Linked DNA regions of Mus musculus: all the other regions are linked to region 1. The links are chromatin contacts, called in public promoter capture Hi-C maps. All regions are on one chromosome and are shown on one strand. The core of a region is the stretch at or near the end of the contact, and the rest is flanking DNA. Distances in the headings are between cores, read along the strand shown. Region 1 holds the start of Serhl (serine hydrolase-like). Region 2 holds the start of L3mbtl2 (L3MBTL2 polycomb repressive complex 1 subunit). Region 3 holds the start of Csdc2 (cold shock domain containing C2, RNA binding). Region 4 holds the start of Pmm1 (phosphomannomutase 1).

Evidence for each region. Promoter capture Hi-C pulls out the DNA fragments that hold promoters and counts their contacts.
Region 2: a contact with region 1 is called in a promoter capture Hi-C map of liver, with 2.0 times the contacts expected there. The contact joins the promoter of L3mbtl2 here to the promoter of Serhl in region 1. A contact is called at or near these places in 1 of 39 promoter capture datasets (liver) and 1 of 9 other capture datasets (adipose tissue).
Region 3: a contact with region 1 is called in a promoter capture Hi-C map of stem cell-derived epiblast-like cells, with 2.5 times the contacts expected there. The contact joins the promoter of Csdc2 here to the promoter of Serhl in region 1. A contact is called at or near these places in 2 of 39 promoter capture datasets (liver and stem cell-derived epiblast-like cells).
Region 4: a contact with region 1 is called in a promoter capture Hi-C map of liver, with 2.5 times the contacts expected there. The contact joins the promoter of Pmm1 here to the promoter of Serhl in region 1. A contact is called at or near these places in 2 of 39 promoter capture datasets (both in liver) and 1 of 115 datasets of contacts at active chromatin or transcription factors (large pre-B cells).

Annotation. Positions count from the first base shown.
Region 1 is chr15:83,097,728-83,102,848 of GRCm38.p6, forward strand. Serhl (serine hydrolase-like) reads left to right here and starts at 2,478. Exons shown (of 12, transcript NM_023475.3): 1 at 2,478-2,620; 2 at 3,917-4,066; 3 at 4,145-4,258; 4 at 4,572-4,613; 5 at 4,898-4,917. The coding sequence starts at 2,617.
Region 2 is chr15:81,661,111-81,666,231 of GRCm38.p6, forward strand. It overlaps L3mbtl2 (L3MBTL2 polycomb repressive complex 1 subunit), which reads left to right and starts at 2,779. Exons shown (of 17, transcript NM_145993.5): 1 at 2,779-2,914. The coding sequence starts at 2,891.
Region 3 is chr15:81,934,350-81,939,470 of GRCm38.p6, forward strand. Csdc2 (cold shock domain containing C2, RNA binding) reads left to right here and starts at 2,410. Exons shown (of 4, transcript NM_145473.3): 1 at 2,410-2,638.
Region 4 is chr15:81,958,349-81,963,469 of GRCm38.p6, forward strand. It overlaps Pmm1 (phosphomannomutase 1), which reads right to left and starts at 2,582. Exons shown (of 8, transcript NM_013872.4): 1 at 2,367-2,582. The coding sequence starts at 2,453.

The sequences.
Region 1 (5,121 bases), core at 1,228-3,727:
AGCTCCTCCTCCCAGGTTCTTTTTCTGTTCCAGAATCCAACCCGGGATCCCATGCTGTGTTTAGTGTCATTTCACAGATTTAGCTAGGAGCTTCCTGTTGCTGATAAAGGGGGGAACTCCTGGGGAACTCTTGTCTCTCTCAGTTGGGGATGTGTGTGTTTAGTAATCCCTTCCCCTGGATGCTGCTGCTATTCCAATCTGAGGAAGCTTAAGCACAGGGTAGGAACCTAAGACCTTAAAAAACACTCACACATCCTCCCTGCCCTCTTGTTGCTATAGCTTGTGTGAGCCCCTAGAGAGTGAGCCTGGGGCAGCGATTCTCAGCCAATCCAATAGGCAGTCATCGATTGAGTCTCTCCTGTGCACAAGGCCCTCAGGTAGATGTTAGCGGGGAAACTGTTTTTTACAAGGACCATATCCTACTTTTTAAGAAGCCAACATGCATTCAGAGAGAGAGAGACGGCTAGAGCCACGTGGGGGTGAGAGGCAGGTAGCAATGGTGTGAACAGAAACAAGGAGGTGCTTCCACCCGTGAGGGCTGAGAGGGTTTCTAGGGAAGCTGACTTTGAAACCAAGTCTTGAAAAGAGGGTAGAATTGTCCAGGGTAGAAGGAAGGAATTGTCCAGGGTGGAAGGGGGGGAAAAGGCTCAGAGATATAGACAGCAAGAGTCAGGTGTAGAGAACGGATAGCACAGGAGAGGGAAAGGCCCCCCCCCAACACCATCTAATAGACCGGCAGGAGATCAACCCCCACCCCAGCCCGCAGTGAGAGGCACCCAGATTTTCACACGAGTAAAATAAGAGGTGGGGAAGGGGCTGGTGGCAGCTTGTGGTCGCAGGATAAGCAGGGCAGAATGGAGTCACAGGGACGGAAAGGGAAGAGGTAGATGGAAATGATGGGACACAGATGGATGTGAACATGAGGATGAGACTGAATGGAGGGACAGTGACTGTAGCCATGGACCAGCAGGACAGACAGGAGCCGGCTGAGGTCATGGCTGCTGGAGGGGCTGGTTGAAGCAAGGGAATTTTGAGGTCAAAGGAATGCGAGATGCCAAGTGCAAGTATTGGTAACAATGTGTCACTGGGAAAGATTGGGAAAGGTCCCAGGCTTCCTGGTAGGTGTCTTGTTCCCAGTGGCTCTGAGTGACTGTACTCCGACAGAACTCAGTGAAGACCCTTATCTATCGAGAATCAAAGTGTGTTCTCCACCGATAGATGCCACTGATTGGACCCAACAGAAGTGTTCTCAAAGGGCTGGGGATGTAGCTCAGTTGGTAGAATGTTTGCCTGGCATGCATGCATCCACGTGTTTGACCCCCAGCAGTGCATAAACCAGGCGTGCAACCCCAGTGTTCTGGAGAGGGAGGGAGGCGGCTCAATTCAAGGTCACCCTCAGCTATGGAGTGAGTTCGAACCCTGTCTCCAAAAACCAAAGAATAGAACAGAAAAGCGTGGTGTGTTCCCAGCTCCTAACCTCTGAGTGAAACCACTCAGAAAAGTCCTGTCACAACCAGGCGGCCCCATTTTCCAGCCCCTCATCTACGTTGGCCTATTTTTCAGCCTCAAATTTCTCTCCACAGTGGCTCTGCCCAGCCTCCCCTCCCTCCCCTTACTACAGCCTGTGATGCTCAGGGTTTGCCCTGTCACCCCTTTGGGGAACTCACCACACTGATTCCGCTCAGTGCCCAGGTCTGTGGTTCGCCAGCTACAACAATGATAGGGAATATCTCCCGCTGTTCCAGAGAGCCCACCTGGTAAATTTAAAAGCTCAAGATTTCTGCTTTTAATTTAAAAGGTAGTGCTTGTATGTGTCCATTTTAGGAATGTTTGTGATTGGATTGCTAGGGTTAGCTTTAGGATGAGTTTTGGTCATTGGAGAGTCCTGCAGTGTATTCCAGGCTGGCCTCCAAAAACCCACAGGCCTTTCCCAGCCTCCTGAATGCACCCCGTGCCCACAGTCTGACTCTGAGTTCTTCTCGGGACTGAAACTGTTTTCAGTCCTTCCTTGCCTGGGGATGGTTTCTGCCAGAGCCCTCGCTTTATACATTCATTTATTCATTCAGGCCGTGCAATCAATTATCAAAGCTGGATAGCGCCAGGCACTGCTGAGGGACCGCAGCCACCGTGGGGACACGGTGGGGAGGCATGAAACACTGTGAAACAGTCGTCTCATTTCTGTGGGAATCAGAGAGGATCCTCGAGGGAGCTTTCCTCACTGTGGGGCCACCGGGGCCTTGTCTAGCTCGTGGTAATCATGCGGGGATGCCCAGGTATTGAGCCTGTCAAAGCTTGTCCTCCAGAGACTTACTTCTCTGCTAGCTCTGACACCATCCCACCGTAGCAGCACAGCAATGTGCCAGGAGTTGAGCAGCCCTGAGATCCTCCTGAAAGTCCCGGGCCGGCCGCAGGAAGGCGGGGCCTCGGTGGGCGGTGTCGCTTGAAGGGGCGGGGCTGGCGCTAAAACTGGGGCTAAGGAGACGGAAGCCGGTGGGGACGGGAAGGACCTGGAGGGAAAGTCCTGAGCGGGACGCAAGAGGCGGGGCGTGAGCTTCTGAGTCCTTCCAGTTCCTGTGACCTCCTCAGCGAGGAGTGACAGCCTCACCGACCAGAGCAATGGGTGAAAATGTCCCTCAGGGCCCCTTAGATTGGAGTGGGAAGGGGGAGGCCGACGAGTGCTCCCACTCGCTTACTTGAGCTGGTGGAGTGGACGCTCATCGCCCTCTCCCAGGCTCAGTGGGCAGCACTGGGATCTAGCAGAGCCAGACTCGGGGCTCCTGATGGCCGCTGAGTCCTAGGCTGCTATTTGGGGTTGCTCTTTGGGTCCAACAGCAGCAGAAGGTCAGCTCTGGAGCACATCTGACTTGAAGAGGCCCAGATGGAGCCCTGGAGTCAAGCTGACTCTCTCCCCCTCTCCTTCCTCCCCTTCTCCCTTTCCTGTGCCTCAGTTTCGTGATCTGTGCACTGAGAACAGCAGTGGCCCAACTCTCCAACTCACGGTGTATAGATAGATAGATAGATAGATAGATAGAGTATAAAGTGTCTGGCATCGGCTCCGAAGGTATAGGAAAAGCTGGCCACGGTGATCTCCCAGTTTCGATTTCCAAGGGTTCAGTTTCCTAAGGTCCAAAATGTGAGGGCACAGACCAGTTTTGAGCAGCATGGTACTCTGAGTAGTGTCTTAAAACCCTCAGCCATTTTACTGTATGTAGCTTTAGCTGGCTTGGAACTCCCTAGACCAGCCTATCCTTAAGTGGCCGAAATCCTCCTGCCTCTACCTCCTCAGGACTAGGCTAGGCTTATAGGTGTGATTAATACACTTGGTTCTCATAATAATATTTTAGAGTCAGTGCTGCACAAATTGTAGTATATTTGTTTTATTTTGTTGATTTGAAGTTTTATGAGACAATGTTTTATCGTCTATCCATGTCTACCTTTTAAGGGCTGGGATAACAGGCATGTATAATTATTGTTATAGGTAGCATTCAGTGTATGGGGTCTGTTACTGCTTGAAGTTTCAGGTATCTACAGGGGCTCTTGGAATGGGTCCCATATAGTTATGAGGCATTATTCTCTATTTGCTCCTGTTTAACAGAAAGGGAAACTGAAGATGGAGAGGTTTTAGGCAAGCCAAGGTCATACAGCCCACAAGTGTCAGGGTTCAAGCCGGCAGCCCCCAACCTACTCCTTCCAGTTCTGCCCTAAAAACCAATGAGCTATATCCTGAAAAACCTATTCAGATCTTTCTCATCCAGGGGACCCAAGCTGTCTTTCCCTGTTATCTGGCAATCAGTCTGTCTAAAGCTTAGACATAGGCCAGTAGCTCAGGCGCCTGTGCCTCTTGGTGCACTCATAGGGGCTTAGGAAGTGCCGGATTCCTGGATGCAGGGGTTGACAGACCAGATCTGCCTTGCAGGTTTGCACTCAGAGTTGAAGTTGGCTGTGCCCTGGGGCCACATTGCTCTCAAAGTCTGGGGCTCCCAGAAGAACCCTCCAGTTCTCTGCTTACACGGCTGGCTGGACAACGCCAACTCCTTTGACAGGCTCATTCCTCTTCTTCCCCAAGGTAGGGCCGTGGGCTGAAGGGCCGTGGAGGGGTGACGGCAGCCATGCCGAGCCCCTCTCTTCCTCTTCCCTGCTGCAGACTTCTGTTACATGGCTATGGATTTCGGAGGCCACGGGCTCTCGTCCCATTACAACCCAGGCCTCCCGTACTACCAGCAAAATTTTGTGAGTGAGGTCCGAAGGGTGGCAACAGGTGAGCCAGAGCCCCCATAGTATCTCTCATCCTAGGAGTAGGATGCAGTATCTGGGAGGCAGGACTGGCCTGGGAACGGATACCTGGGGTTTCTGCTTCCGGTTTCCTGGCCCCTGAAAAGAGCCTGCTCTTCCGCTAGGAGCATCCCACAGTGAAGCTAGTGGGTCCTAGTGGGTCTCCTGCAGGGGTCGTGTGGGGGTCAGGGTGGGGCTGCTGCAGGTCTTTGGAGGGAGTCCCAAGCCCCAGGGCACAGGGATAAAGGACAGAGTAAGGCTGGGCTGTGCAAACCTCCTTTCTGCCTTTGTGTTTTCAGCCTTTAAGTGGAATCAGTTCACCCTCCTGGGCCACAGTTTTGGTGAGTCAGCCTAAGGCGGAACCTGAGTTCGGGGGGAGAGCTGTAGGAAAGAGAGAACTTGACACTGTGGTACCTGGTGCCTTTCCCTGCCCCTCTGAGGAGAGGGGTGAGAGAGTCATCTAATGCTTACCGTACAGTTCTAGAGACCGAGTCTCAACTCCATGGTGGGAAAGGAACTAGGGATGGGACACCCCCCCCCCCCCAGGAAAGAGCTTGGGAGGAGGGTACTGGGATCTGGGGAGGGGGGCCACACAGAATGTCACCACTGCTCTTTTGTCTGGCAGGTGGCTGTGTGGGTGGCACGGTGAGTTACTGGCTGGGGACCTTGTGGGGACAAGCAGAAGGTAAGATAGGAAGAGTCCCACACCTCCTTAGCGAGAGTCACTTTCCACACACACTGTGTCCTAGTGAAGGTCCCTTGGAGAGTTTCTGCTGTCCTGACTGTCATCCCCAGGACTCCTAAGACCAGGGTTACTGGGGTCTACAGGCAGGTCTGAGAGGACCACGC
Region 2 (5,121 bases), core at 1,529-4,028, 1.4 Mb before region 1:
CTTGGATATGCCTGTCTCTGCCTCCCAATGGCTGGGATTAAAGGCGTGAGCCATCATTGCCTAGTTTGTTTTGACTTTTAAGTTTACTTTTATTTAATCTATGGACTTTGTGTGTGTGTGTCCATGCCAGAAGACTGTGGAACTGAAGTTATAGAGAGTTATGAGCCACCATGTAGATTTTAGGAATTGAACTCTGGGGCTGGAGAGATGGCTCCGCCTTTCAGAGCACTGACTGCTCTTCTGAAGGTCCCGAGTTCAAATCCCAGCAACCACATGGTGGCTTACAACCATCCATAATGAGATCTGACACCCTCTTCTGGTGTGTCTAAAGACAGCTACAGTGTACTTAGATATAGTAATAAATAAGTCTTTAAAAAAAAAAAAAAAAAGGAATTGAACTCTGAGCCCTCTCTCCAACCCTATGAGTTTTGTTGTTGGTTTTTGATTATTTTGGTCTTTTTGTTGTTGTTTTTGTTAAATTCCATGTATAGGTGGTGTGTGTGTGTGTGTGTGTGTGTGTGAGCGTGTGCATACCCATGATTGTAGGTGCCCGCAGAGTCCAGAGGGTTCGGATCCTTTAGAACTGGAGTCCCAGGTGGTAGTGATCAACCCAACATGGATGCTGGGAAACAAACCTGGTTCCTCTGTTTCCTCTGCAAGATGCTGTTTACTGATGAGTCATCTCTCCAAGTCCAGCTGCTAGGAATCTGAGACAAGAGAAGGGTTTAGGGGCTGGAGAGATGGCTCAGTGGTTAAGAGCACTGACTGCTCTTCCGAAGGTCCTGAGTTCACCAGATGAGGTCAGTCAACACCCAGCACAGGGTGGGAAGGGGGTTGTGAGTTCCTCCCCCTAGATGAGGCACTAGGGCAGTAGACAGACTTTGGGGGGAGAGTCAGTTTTCTTTAAGGTGTGGCTCCTGGTAGGTCAACCACACTCCAGTCAACGGCTCCACAGGGAGGAAGATGAGGGTGGCACAGACTGTATTCAAAAGCTTTAAAGGGGGAAAAAAAAACAGTAACAAACTCAGGAATGAAGATGCCTGACTTTAATTCCAGCACTCACTTGGAAGGCAGAGGCAGGAGGATCTCTTTGAGTCCAAGGCCAATCCAGCTACAGAGAACCTGTCTCAAAAAAAAAAAAAAAATCAAAACAATAGAAACAATAAAAACAAGCTGGAGAGAGGGCTCAGTTTTTAAGCTCATTGGCTGCTCTTTCAGAGAACCAGGTTCGGTCCCAGCACTTTCATGGCAGCTCATAACCACCGTGTTACTCCAGTTCCATGATATCCCACACCCTTTTCTGGCTTTTGTTGGCACTGGCCACACATATGGTGCACAGTCATACGTGCAAGCAAAACTCCTATAACACATTAAAAAAGTAAATAAATAAAAATTTAAAAATAAAAAGCAACGCAGAGAGGCAGGGAGCTGGGAGTGGGTCTGGGAGCCCTCACGTAGGATAAGTAAACTAATCCAGACCTGTCTGAACTTTAGATGCTTGTAAGGCCATACAATTCCTGAGAACCCAGGATGGGAAGGAGTAGTTCTATAGGGGACTCAATCCACATGTATACTCCAGTTGGCAAAAGCGTTGACTTCAGGTGTCTTCTTCAATCTCTTGCTATCCACTGTATCGCTGCTGGCTGGTCAGCAGGCCATGGGAATCCTTCTGTGTCTGCTTACCTAGTGCTGGGATCACAGGCATGCTCTGTCATGCACTGGGGGGCAAAACTCAGCTTTCCATGCTCTGGCTGTACTCACTTACAGGCTGAGTCATCTCTCCTAGATTTAAGGTTATAACATCTATCCGTATAATTTATTTGTGGATATGGGGGTTTTGCTGAATGCATATGTATGGACCATGTTAGTGCTTGGCGTCATCAGAGGCCAGAAGAGAAAGTAGGATCCACTATAACTGGGTTTATAGAATTTTGTGAGTTGTTCTGGGTTCTGGGAATCAAACCTGGTACCTCTGGAAAAGTGGCCAGTAACCACTGAACCATTTCTCCAGTCCAAGGCTTTTTTTTCCCCATTTATTTATTTAGCTTGTGTGTTTGTTTTATGTGCGTGACACAAAGGTCAGGACAACTTTGTGAGTAGCTTTTTGACTTCCAGGTTTATGTTGTGGCTCAGAGATTTGAACTCAGGTAGAAAGGCTCATGGAACAAGATCCTTCACCTACTAAACCATCTCATAAGCCCCAGCGAGCAGACGGACATAGAGTTTAAGAATATTCCTGTTCCTGTCTGAATTGAAAGAGGGATTAGGCATTTCTGCTAGGCATTCCTGTCCAAGAGCACCTTTACTTCCTACCTGGGGAGAGTGTGAATTTTTGTCTGGGGCCCCTGGGGAGAGTGCGAATTTTTGTGTGTGTGGGGGGGGGGCTGGCACGTCCAATCCCTTGTGCTCAGATGGTTTGAAATTTGACTAAGAAAGGACAAAAACAAAAAACAAAAAAACCCGCCGGGCGTGGTGGCGCATGCCTTTAATCCCAGCACTTGGGAGGCAGAGGCAGGCGGATTTCTGAGTTCGAGGCCAGCCTGGTCTACAGAGTGAGTTCTAGGACAGCCAGGACTATACAGAGAAACCCTGTCTCTGAAAAAACAACAACAAAACCCTAGAAGTACCCTTCAGGAGATTTCGCATTACTAAGGCAACGACCCTTTTCGTGCACCCAGGAGAAAACTACAACTCCCCTAATCCTCACGGCTACCCAGCCCCTCCTTAATGGAGGCGGGGCGCGGGCGAGCGCGGAACCGGCTTCCTATTTCCTGCGGCATGATTGGCCCGCAGCTCGGGCGCAGCAGCCAATGAGCACACTCTCGGAGAGCGGCGAGGGCAATATGGCTTCCTGCACCTGGTGACGGTTGAGGGAATTGAATTTGGTATCATGGAGAAACCGCGGGGCACTGAGGTAAGAGGGAAAGGGCTCAGCCCAAGCGGGAAGGGGAGCCCCAAACGCCTCGCTCGGCGGACGCGCCGTTTTAGCGATGTCTTAGTGGTGGACAGTTGCAGGATTGGTAAACTGAGGTACGGAGCTTAGCCTCGGCCAGAGGCCCCCGAGGTTCCTTTTGGTCTGGTGACGAAGGAAGGATGGCAACGCCTCCCTAGCCAGGGGCAGGGAAACTGGGCTCTGAACTTTGTCTTGGTTTCATGGTTCTGAGCTTTAGGATCGTGCGGCCTGTCCCTTCCACGCGGGAAGTGAAGGGAGGAAGATCGGAGTTGATTCCTACTCCACGCTGGGAGCGTTCACGTGCTGGTCTCCCCGTACGCTCACAGCCATCTTCTTTAGGGAGGGATTAAAACAGCCCTCTGGGTCGACACAGCTGCAAAGTGCAAGAGGTTGTCACCAAGTACGTCAGTTTCCAAAACTGCGTTACGCTTTTTCCGTGGTACCGCAGCCGGTGACCCACCGCACCTTGCATTTGAAGTCTCTTGCCGTTTCCTAGCGGTAATAATTGCTAAGCTTTATTGAGCACTGTTGAGTGTTTTACGTTTATCATCCCTTCCCAAAATATTATTAAATAGTGGTGTTGTCTTTATTTGGTGGAAACCGAGGCAGTGCATTTGACTCGCTGTGCATCGTACAGCTAGGAAGCACTAGAGATCGTATTTGAACCTTGGCCCAAAGCGTCATTCTCTTTACCTCTGTCTTGCCCAACAAGCTAGGCACGTTTTTTCCTATTACAAGCTAGGTACGTTTTTATGTAGCATTTCATCGCTACCTCACATTCTGTGAGCCAACAGCTGTCGTGGATGAGAAAATTGTCCCACAGACCTTAAGTGACTTGCCCCAGGATCAGTAGCTGATTTCAATCAGAGCTCAACTCACGGCTGTGGTCCATACCACCATACAATTAGTCATCTGACTCAAAGCCTCCTTGGGATAGCCTGGGTCTCAATTTTCTCAGTCTTTTTTTCTTTTCCCTGTTTTCCTTTAAGGAAGAAAACAGGTTTATTGGATACATTGCAAGGAGCAGTGGTCTAGGCAGCAGCAAGAGGGCCTGGCAGTCTTAAATTTGTTTCTGAGTTGAGATCATTTGGATGTACATATACAGAAGAGGGAAGAAAGAGTTTCAAATGCCTTCTAGCCCAGTAAAAATTTTTTGAGGTGCTTAGGATATTTCCACATTATTGTGTAGATCTCTGATCCCTGGCAGCGTTTTTTGACCTGATAGTGGTGTGGAAACAGTATCTTTTCAATAGATGCTGTTCTTTGAAATTGGAATTTTGCTCTGTACCCAAGCTACCAGTATGAGGGGTCTTGGTGCTGAGCAGAGGCTCAAACCAACCACAGCTTGCACTTAGCCATGTGGTCATTGGAGGAAACAGTCCATTCTCTTTTCTTATTTGTTTGTTTATTTATTTATGTGAGTACACTATAGCTGTACAGATGGTCATTGGAGGAAACAGTCCATTCTTTTTTCTTATTTGTTTGTTTGTTTATTTATTTATTTATGTGAGAACACTATAGCTGTACAGATAGATGGTTGTGAGCCTTCATGTGGTTTTTGGGAATTTTAGGACCTCTGCTTTCTCTGGTCAACCCCACTCTCTGCAGTCACCCTTGCTTGCTCAGTCCCTGCTTGCCTCGGCCCAAAGATTTATTTATTATCATACATAAGTACACTGTAGCTGACTTCAGATGCATCAGAAGAGGGCGTCATATCTCATTATAGGTGGTTGCGAGCAGCGACCATCTGGTTGCTGGGATTTGAACTCAGGACCTCCGGAAGAGCAGTCAGTGCTCTTACCCGCTGAGACATTTCTCCCGTCCTCTTTTCTTTCTTTTCTTGTTTTGTTTTTTGGAGAACTTGTTTTGTAGACCAGGCTGGCCTCAAACTCACATAGATCTGTCTGCCTCTGCTTCCTGAGTGCTGGGAATAAAGGCGTTCACTACCACACCTGCCTTTTTCTTTCTTCTTGTTCTTCTTCTTTTTTTTTTTTTTTTTTTTTTTTAAGAGGATCTACTAGCCAGAGGGTGGTGGTGCAAACTTTTAATCGCAACACTTGGGAGGCAGAGGCAGGCAGATCACTGCATTCTAGGTTAACATGGTCTACAGAGCTAGTTCCAGGACAGCCAGGGCTACTGAGGGAAACCCTGTTTCAAAAAAAAAAGAA
Region 3 (5,121 bases), core at 1,160-3,659, 1.2 Mb before region 1:
TCTAGGAAGGGCCATATGTGACAGTGCATATCCCTAATCTCAGGACTCTGGAGGCAGAGGCAGGCACATCTGTGAGTTCAAGACCAGCCAAGTCTACAGAATGAGTTCCAGGCCAACCAAGGCTCTCTAGTGTGTCCCTGTCTAAAAAATAAAACAAACAAACAAACAAAAACCCACAGCAACAACATTTCTGGGCTTGTGGGTATGTGTGGTGTTGGATCCCAACGCCCTATAACCAGGTCACTAACACAGGCAAATCCTTCTTCCTGGTGTCCTCCCTCTCCTCTCTAGTACAGTAAGGTCTACACAAATGAGCGGATCTGTCACATGCATAAAAATGGTCAAAGCACCAGGTGGTGGCAGCACAAACCTTCATTCCCACCACTCAGAAGACAGAAGCAGGCAGATCTCTGTGAGTTCGAGGCCAGCCTGGTCTACAGATTGAGTTCCATCTGAACTATTCTCATTAGGGTTTTTCCCTTACTTGTTTTACCGTTCTTCTCTATACCTTTACCTTCATTCCAGTGGATGTCTTTCCAAGTTTTGTTTTTTTTTTTAATGATTTTTGTTTATGTGTATCATGTCTGTGTGTCTGTGTGAGAACGTGCCACATATGTGCAGGTGAGTTGGAACCCTCTCGAGCTGGAGTGGCAGGCAGTTAGGACTTGCCATACGTGGGAGCTGGGACCCATGCAGGCTCCCCAGAAAAGCAGCGTAACTACTGCGCACTGGTTTGTTTGATTTGTTTTGTTTTTAGGACACTGGGGTCTTCTCATAGAGTCTAGGCTGACCTCAAATTCACAGCAATCTTTGGCCTCTTCGGTGCTGGGATCACAGGTCTACCCCCATCATGTCTAATTTTCTTTCTAATTGTTGAAAATTGCCTACTTATATTTATTTCATGTTTCACTGGTGTGTTGCCTGAATTTATATCTGTGTGAGAGTGCTAGATTCCCTGGAACTGGAGTTACAGACAGTTGGGGGGTCGCCATGTGGGTGCTAGGAATTGAACCTGGGCCCTCTGGAAGAGCAGCCAGTGCTCTTAATCATTGAGTCATCTCTCCAGCTCCTGTCATGTCTGTTTTCCTGTTTGTTTGTTTGTTTGTTTGTTGAGACACTGCCTCTCTAGGTAGCCAGGTAGACTCAAACTTGAAATCTATTTGTTTCATCCTCTTGAGGGCTGGGACCTATAGGTCTGTGCCAGCACAAAGGGCACCTCCTCATGACTCAGTAGTACTAAAGTGACACCTGGGGAAGATGTCTCTCTAAGATGAGGTTGAGGAGGGACAGGGGGGTGGCAGAGAAGCCCTTTGAAGAGGTTTCCTGGAGCCTGGCCCTGAGCTCATAGACGGTTGAGCCTTACCTGTCCTCTTGGGGAGCACTGTCCTCTTGGGGAGCACTGTCCTCTTGGGGAGCACTGTCCTCTTGGGGAGCACTGGGGTCCTAGGGATTTGCCTGAGGTCTTTTTTGTTTTGTTTTGTTTTTGTTTTTCCGAGACAGGGTTTCTCTGTGTAGCCCTGGCTGTCCTGGAACTCACTCTGTAGACCAGGCTGGCCTCGAACTCAGAAATCTGCCTGCCTCTGCCTCCTAGTGCTGGGATTAAAGGCATGTGTCACCACTGCCCGGCTTTTTGGGGGGCGGGAGTGTGCTGAGGTCTTACTGTCTGAAGAGACCTAAACTGCTTGGACTGAATCTGCTGAGTCAGTCCTTACTTCTAAAAGCCTCCTAAACCACAAGTACACACAGACACACAGACACACAGACACCACTGCCCCCTGTATATGTGTGTGCGAGTGTGTGTGTGTGTGTGTGTGTGTGTGTGTGTGTGTGTGTAAGAAAGAAACATACACAGAAAGACACTCATTATTCTTTTATAGTTCTCTTCCCCTGGATTCCACAGCCCCTCCCAAAGACCTAATGTGTGCCAAAGAGATTTGAGCACATTCTTCAAATGGAGATCTCAGATGATCTGAGGGGACAGAGCTCAGCACAGCTGCAGACTGCAGAGGGAATGGAATGTCTGGGAGTCCCTAGGAACCTGGCTTGTTCCCAGAGGGTCTCCTCTGTTCTCTGGCCTCCTTTCTCCAGAATACATCCTCCCACCCTGCAGGCCCTCCCGTTGACCATAAACACTCCCTGGCACCCCGCTCACCAAGAATGCACACTGTCTCTAGCTCTTCCTGCCTCTTACTCCCCAGCAGCTACCCTGACCTGGTAGAGCAAATTATACCTTGGCCCAGCAATAAAAGCCACTTTCCAAAACAAGAAGCAGTAACGCTCAAAGTGACGCAGCTTAGCCACTCACCCAGCACTTGGCCTGGCTCACAAGGTGGTGTCTGGGCCAGAGAAGAGATGGCTTAGTGTCCCTTTAAGCTAGGAGTACAAATTCCCATCCCAGTCCCTCCCTCCAGCACATCCTGACGTCAGCAGGAGGGCGTGTGTGAGTGAGTGAGTGAGTGAGTGAGGGGCCCGAGGTGCCTCCTGCACACCACACACACACACACACACACACACACACACACACGCCACGGAGAGTGCATTATCCAGACGTGACCCCTGCGAGCCAGCTCCACAGTCCAGAGAGATCGGGTGCTGCCCACTACAGGAGACAGTGCCTGGACCCAGCTGCCACGGCGAGGTAAGGGACCTGAAGGAAGCCGGTGATGGAAACTGTGGCAGAGGCAGGGGCCGAGGGCTGATGGTACCAAGAAAGGATGTGTGGATTGAGGTTGGAAAGGTCGCAGCGCTACATCAGCCAGCCCAGCTCTGCTTAGAGGATGCGGGGGGAGATGTAGAGCCCACCGCCCTTCCCTTCTCTCTCCTTGACCCTCCAGAAGAGCTGAGGCGGAGTGGCTCCCGCGCATCTGAATGTGTGTGAATGTCTGTGTCTGGGACTCGCGTCTGGGTTGAGATGCAGGTAACAGCAGCTACCTGCCAAGCCGCAGCCTCCGGTCTGGGAACTAGGTGAGGGAAAGCCGGGACTCCTTCCAGACCCTAAAAGGCCAGTCCGGAGCACCGCTGGATTTTGTCCCTGGAATCTGTTTTGAGGCCAGAGCAGAGGGGAGGAACCGCCTGGGGCAGGCAGAGGGACCCAGAGCAGCTGTCTTCCCTCACTCTATTTTTCCCTAGTGTGGCAGAGATAATTGTGTCAACTGGCTGGAGGGATGGCTCTGTGTTATTTTTGCCTTTATGCCACCCCACTGGGTCTTTGCTCTCCCCCGCATGCTGGGCTAGCTCTGACCTCCTCCTCTGCTTAGGTGCAACCCACTGTAGGACAGGGGGTGATAGACCAGCTGCTGGACACCCCTTGCTTGCTGTAGGATGCAAGGACTCAGGTTGGCCTTGGCTGGCATCAAGCCCCTAAGTGGTCTGACCCTGGCACAAGGAGACTGAATGGAGATAAGGGACCATGCTGGCACCCACAAGGAGACAGCAGGTTCCTGCCAGGCTGCCAGGCTGCCAGGCTGCAGGCGCTTCCCAGGGAGGAGGGAGAGCGGGACTGAGAACAATAATAAATCCAGAGTGTGAACTGCTGCATCCGCTGGGGCTGGGGGAGGGGAGAAGGAAGTGTGCCTGGTAGGAGGTGGGCACCCTCTTCTCCGACAGCCTGGCACTGGCTCGCTTAGATGCCATCCAGTCAGGGCCTTTCCCTGGGAAGGATGGGAGTGAGGAGGTGGGGATGGAGGGTGGGAGTGGGGGTTGGGGGGAGCTCTTTCCCAAATTCAACTCCATCCCAGAGGTCTCTGGACATGAATGCCCAGGTTCTGGGTGTCTCCTCCCGTCCTTACCCCACACTGCATTTTCCCAAAACATCTATTTGCCTATCCTTGTCTCTCCAGCCCCACCTTGACAAAACTAGTGCAAACAGAAGCTAGTGGCGAAGGGTCCCAGGAGGACACGCCAAGTTGTCCCAGGCCTAGAGAAAGATGGCTGGACAAGGTTGGAAGATGCTTATTGGCTAGGGAGGGGGCTCCCTAGTGGCCCTCAAGGACCCACAGGGATGGATAAATGGGGGAGTAAGGATATTTGCCAGCCCATCCAAAGGCAGAGTGGCCCCCCACCGCCCCACATCCTATGTTCCCCCTCCTTGTGCAGGTGATGCCCAGCAGAGGGTGCTCTTGGACTAATTGAGCCAATCACAATCACCAGGCACAAGCCTGGTGTCCAGAACCCAGGGCCTTGTGCATAGGCAGCTTGGGGGAAATGCACAGCAAGGTGAGGGAGTGAAATCCAGGGTGTGGCCAGCACACATCCCCCTGCCTCAGATATGATAGTCACCAGGCAGAAGGTGACTTAACACCCTGGGAAGCCCAGGGACTCTGAGACCACACTGAACCTTGCCACTCGGCCACTGTGTGACTTTGGCCAGTATGATCCTCTCTCCAGAGGACCCAGAAGGGGAAGGTGGCTTGTTTAAGCTCACAGGGTCAGGGAGAGGTGGAGCTTGTCTAGGACCTGGGGACCCGGGGTCTTCTGGCTTTCCCTTCCCCCACTAATGCCAGGAAAGCCCAGAGGCCTTAATAACCAGAGCCTCAGGGCTGCCTGGGCTTGTGAGCAGGAGAGTAAAGAGCCACTTAAATAATTAATCTTTAGTATTGGCTGGGACAGCCCCCCCACACACACACACATACACACACACACACACACACACACACACACACACACACTGGAGGGAAAGGAATCAGCTTTAATTAGGTCACCTCCAGCTGCAGGGGCAGCTGATGTATATTCTAAGGCGTGTCTGGGAACCTGGGGAGGGAGGAAGCAGGCAGGTGCCACTTCTGTCTGGTGGTCCTAAGGTTGTCACCTCCTCAGGACTCAGCATCGACAAGCCCGAGACATTCAGCTCTTCCACACCACCTTCCTTGTGGTCCCTGTCTTTCTATTTTTAAACTGTACCCATTCCTCCCTAGTGGCACCCCCATAATGGGACTTGGAGCTGGAACACTTTTATTGGGGGTGTTGTTTTTAAGCTTCACAGAGCTGGTGAGTAATTCACCCAAGGTCATGGTCTGAGTCAGCACAACACCAGAAATAGAACCCCGAATCCTGGCTCCCCAGTTCTTCTACAGATCTGTATATCGTTCTCCGGGGAGGCCGGTAGTGGGAGGTTTTGTTCAG
Region 4 (5,121 bases), core at 1,332-3,831, 1.1 Mb before region 1:
CAATTCCCAGCAACCACATAGTGATTCACAACCATCTGTAATGGGGTCTGATGCCCTCTTCTGTCTGGTGTGTCTGAAGACAGCAATAGTGTACTTATAATCATAAAATAAATAAATACATCATTTTTTTAAAAAAAGAGATTTAAAACACAAACAGATTTTGTGTGTCCGGGTGGCTCCTGATGCCTAATAACAACTCATTACGCACATGCTCAGTATGTGAAAAACATCCAAACCTGCAAACATCTCTGGTAGCAAATCTTTCAAATAAAAGATTCTTCACTTGCCCAAGGCAAAGAGACCTCAGAAGTTCTACCTGCTTAGCTCTGGCTCATGTATCTGAGCAAGAGGCCTTAAGCAGAGGGCTCTGCCTTTCTGTGCCCCATTTCCCGTTTTACAACATGTCTGCCACACCAGGAGCCACTTTAAGGGGACCACAGTAGCCATTAAATGAAATAACGTGCCCAAAGTATAAAAGGATTCTCCACCAAGGAAATTTGAACAAGTGAATCGGAATTCAAACTTCCATATATTCAGATATCAGAGACTCTAGCTAGCTAGCGACAAGGGGAGAGAAGAAACGGGAACTCTGGCCCCCACAAAAACATAAGTTGGTGCAACTGTTTTGAAAGTATTTGGCAACATCTACTGACACCTCTCATGTCCATCCCCTGTCCACTAGCATTTCAGCTTCTCTGCTCCTTGGGGTATGGTTTGTAATAGTGAAATACTGGCTGCAAGCAACTCTTATGCTTATCTGCCAGACAGTGACACATACTTCCTTGGAAACATTACCAGACCAGGGCACAGATAAAGCCAGATCTGTGCTTCCAACGGGGCAAGGTCTTAAAGCATGCTGTTTATGGTCTAAAGGAACTTGCAGGATACCATAAGCAGGATAATGCCAAGTCAGAAACAGAGCCTCACAAAATCATGTCTAGTATGTGCTGTGGGCAAAGCAATTGAGATAAAGGGGCTCCAGTATACTACCTCGAGGATGGGGGCTGGGCCTGGGATACTGGCGAGGTTCGAAGTGGTCTTTAGCCTTTAAAGTTTTCATTACTTACATGTATAATTAAAAATTAGCTTTGGAAAGCATTAAACTGCAGGGCAGTGGTGGCGGATGCTTTTAATCCCAGCACTTGGGAGGCAGAGGCAGGCAGATTTCTGAGTTCGAGGCCAGCCTGGTCTACAGAGTGAGTTCCAGGGCAGCCAGGGCTATACAGAGAAACCCTGTCTCAAAAAAACCAAAACAAGAAAAAAGAAGAAGAAAAAAAAAAGCATTAAGCTTTTCTAGTAAGCATTAAGTCTGTCTAGTAGTAGACAAATTGACAGGCGGTTCTTGTTCAGGCCTTGCCAAGTCAGTGCAGCACAAGGATCAGGCATGCCTAGGCTAGACCACCTCCTTTCCAATCCTGCATCTTCCTGATCCACCTCTGCTGGATGGAAAGAAAGATGCCCGATTCCTTCTGGAGAGTGGAAGGCCTACCAGGAAGCTAAGACTTAGGTTCACACGGGCTTCTGCCCAGTAGCTCGGCCCCCCACCCCCATTTCTGCTCTGATCATCCCGGTGATCCCAAAGGTAGAAGGATGGGTGAGAACGACCCAGGATGACTCGAAGGGAGAAAAACTAGGTATGGCTAAAGACTGGAGGGTGAACTATAAAGTGCAGACAGGAGAATGCACTCCCATTTTTTACAGTGCTTCTATTGTAAACAGACTAGCCCTGGGGCCTTTCACCTTCACATGGGTGGAACCAAAAGGATACCAATAACAAAAACCAAAACTCATCAGAAAAGCAGCTCTCTTTCCCTCCAACTCCAGGTGGAAGGTAAACAAACATCCTAAGAGGCTTAAGGAGCTAAACCCAGTTTTAGGCCTATGGACGCCAGAGTGCAAAGACTCAGAGATCTTCCTTGCCCTCAGTAGAGGGCGACCGTGGGCTTAGAAGCGCACGGAGCTCTGCCTGGAACGCCGCGTTCTCACGCTAGCTTGAGGACGGACTAGTTGTGCATCCTAGGGCTAAAATGGGGTAAGACCACCCCAGAGCCCAGCCTGGGCCTGTGCAAGCCTGGAACTGGGGATACCCGCCCTATCGCCCATAGACGCTCCTCCCGGAGGCTGGATACAGCATCTGCGCTCCCGGCAGGAACGTGGATGCCAACCCGCGCGGGGAGCGCTGAGGCCTGGAAGGCCGAGAGGGCCTGGGTCCCATCTCCTCGGTGACAGGAGCCGGTACCACTGCACTCCACGTTTCCGACAGGGTCGCGCAGGTGTCTGCGTTGACATGGCAGTGACGGCTTCACGCTGGGTCACGGATGCCGGCGTGACTCTGGGCGGGAGCTTTGGAACCTCGAGGCCCTTACCTGGCGAGCTGGCGTGAGGGTCCCGTCCACGTCAAACAGGCAGAGGATGCGCTCTTTCCTGCGGGCGCCCTCGACGGCGACTGCCATGGCTGTAGCTCCGCGCGCCAAGCGCTGTCGCTGCAGCCACCGCCAGGGTCGCGTGCGACAGAGGCCGGGCGGGGCCGGGGCGGGGCCAGCTGCGCAGCACGGGGAGGAGCAGTGGCCATCGGCCCTCCCGCGAGGGGGCGGGGCCTGCGGCGCCGAAAGAAGAGTACAGGCACCTAGGATTGAGGGGCGTGGCAGTAGGCGGGGTCAGAGTCCTCGTACCCGACGGAGATAGGAACCGGCGGGAAAAGGGGTTGAACCGGAAGACAGTGTCGGGCCAGCGGGTTGAGGTTGATCTCAGGGCGCTCCCTACGGTGGGGGGGGGGGGGGGTTGGGGGGCAAGGGCGGGACTCAGAGCCTTCTGCTTGTGATTCCCAAGGTTAGTAGGACGAAGGTATTGCCTTGTCATCTTGAGCTTGAAGTCTCAGGGAGAACCCGGCGTGCTGGCTCACCTGTGATCCAGCCCTTCTGAGGCAGAGGCCCTTATCTACAAAACAAGTTCCGGGCCAGCCAGGGCTACATACTCTGTTTTGTTTTGTTTTTTCAAAACAAGAGTTTCCCTTTGTAGCCTTGACAGCCTTGGATAAGACCCTATTTTTTAAAACAAAACAAACAACAAAAAAAGGGAGGGGGAGAGAGAGAAGGAAGAAAAGAGAAAAATATCCCATGATGGCTTTTACCTACTGTGAGAAATGTTTGTTGCTTTTTTTTTTTTTCCAATCAAAAGTAACCTACTAAGGGCCAATATGCCATAAATCTCTAACTTGTAAGCTTTTATGCGAGTCTTTTTTGTTGTGTTATTTTGTCGTGTGTGCCTGGGGTGATGTGCACTAAGTACATGCAGGAGCCCACCTAAGTCAGGATGGAAGTGAGTGTCAGATCCTCTGGACCTGGAATTACCCACAGTTGTGAGCTTCCTTGTAGGTGCTGGGTGTCAAATCCCTGATCCTCTGCAGGAGGCCAGAAGAAAGCTTCAGATTCCTAGTTCTGGAGGTACAAGCAGTTGTAAGCTGCCCAGTATGGGTGCTGAGAATTGAACTCAGGTCCTCAGTAAGAGTAATAAGTGGAGCACGCCTTTAATATCAGCACTCAGGAGGCAGAGGCAGGCGGATTTCTGATTTCGAGGCCAGCCTGGTCTACAAAGTGAGTTCCAGGACAGCCAGGACTACACAGAGAAACCCTGTCTCTAAAAAACCAAAACCAAAAAAAAAAAAAAAAAGACATCATGCCAGGAACAGATCTAGGGCAAGGTTTATTGGGGAAATGGAGTGGGAACATGAGAGGGAGAGAGAAATAAAGACAGACAGACAGACAGAATAAGCAAGTGAGAGAGAATCATGGTGTTCAGAGATGTTCAGAAGTACCTTTTTTAAAAAAGGTTTATTTACTTATATGAGTACACTGTAGCTGTCTTCAGACATACCAGAAATGGTCATCAGATGGTTGTGAGCCACCATGTGGTTGCTGGGATTTGAACTCAGGACCTTCGGAAGAGCAGCAGTGCTCTTAACCGCTGAGCCATCTCTCCAGCCCCTTTCTATATCTTTTTGTCATTTTTAAAAAGATTTATTTATTGATTATATGTAAGTACACTGTAGCTGCCCCCTTTCTGTCATTCTTTCTTTTTTTTTTTTTTTTTTTTTTTTGAGACAGAGACAGAGTTTCTCTGTATAGCCCTGGCTGTCCTAGAACTCACTTTTTAGACCAGGCTGGCCTTGAACTCAAAAATCTGCCTGCCTCTGCCTCCCAAGTGCTGGGATTACAGGCATGTGCCACCACTGTCTGGCATTGACTTTTTAAATTTTTTTTGTTTGTTTGTTTTTGTTTTTTTGAAACAGGGTTTCTCTGTATAGTCCTGGCTGTCCTGGAACTCACTTTGTAGACCAGGCTGGCCTTGAAATCAGAAATCCGCCTGCCTCTGCCTCCTGAGTGCTGAGATCAAAGGCGTGCACCACCACACCCAGGTTCTTTCTGTCATTCTTAATTACATTTTTACTTATTTATGTGTTTCTGTGTGGGCATGTGCATGAAACACCTCATGTGTGTGTGTGTATGTGGGGGGGGTTAGAGGGCAATTTTAAAGAGCCGCTTTTCTCTCTCCACCATGCAGAGACTTGAACTCAGGTTAATAGATTTGCCACTGGCACCCTTTTCCATCTCAGTGGACAATGCACATTAAGTGTTTTTGACCTGGTCTTGAGCATAAGGGGTAAGAAAAAGAGAAGAGGGGCTGGAGAGATTGCTCAGTGGTTAAGAGAGCACTGGATGCTCTTCCAGAGGACCCAGGTTCAAATCCCAGAACCCACATGGCAGCACACAGCTCTCTGTAACCCCAGTTCTAGGGGATTGGATAATCTTGTCTGCTTCACAGTATCTTCCAAGCATGGGGTGGGAGTACAGAGCCTCATACAGCCACACAGCAACACACATACACACACACAGAAAACAAGAGAAAAGAAAAGAAAAGAAAAGAAAAGAAAAGAAAAGAAAAGAAAAGAAAAGAAAAGAAAAGAAAAAAGGAAGCCAGGCAGTGGTGGTACATGCCTTCACACCTTTAATGCCAGCACTTGAGAGGCAGAGGCAGACAGATCTCTTGAGTTTGAGTTCGAAGCCTGGTCTACAGAATGAGTTCCAGGAGAACCAAGGCTAGGCAGAGAAATCAGGTCTCTGA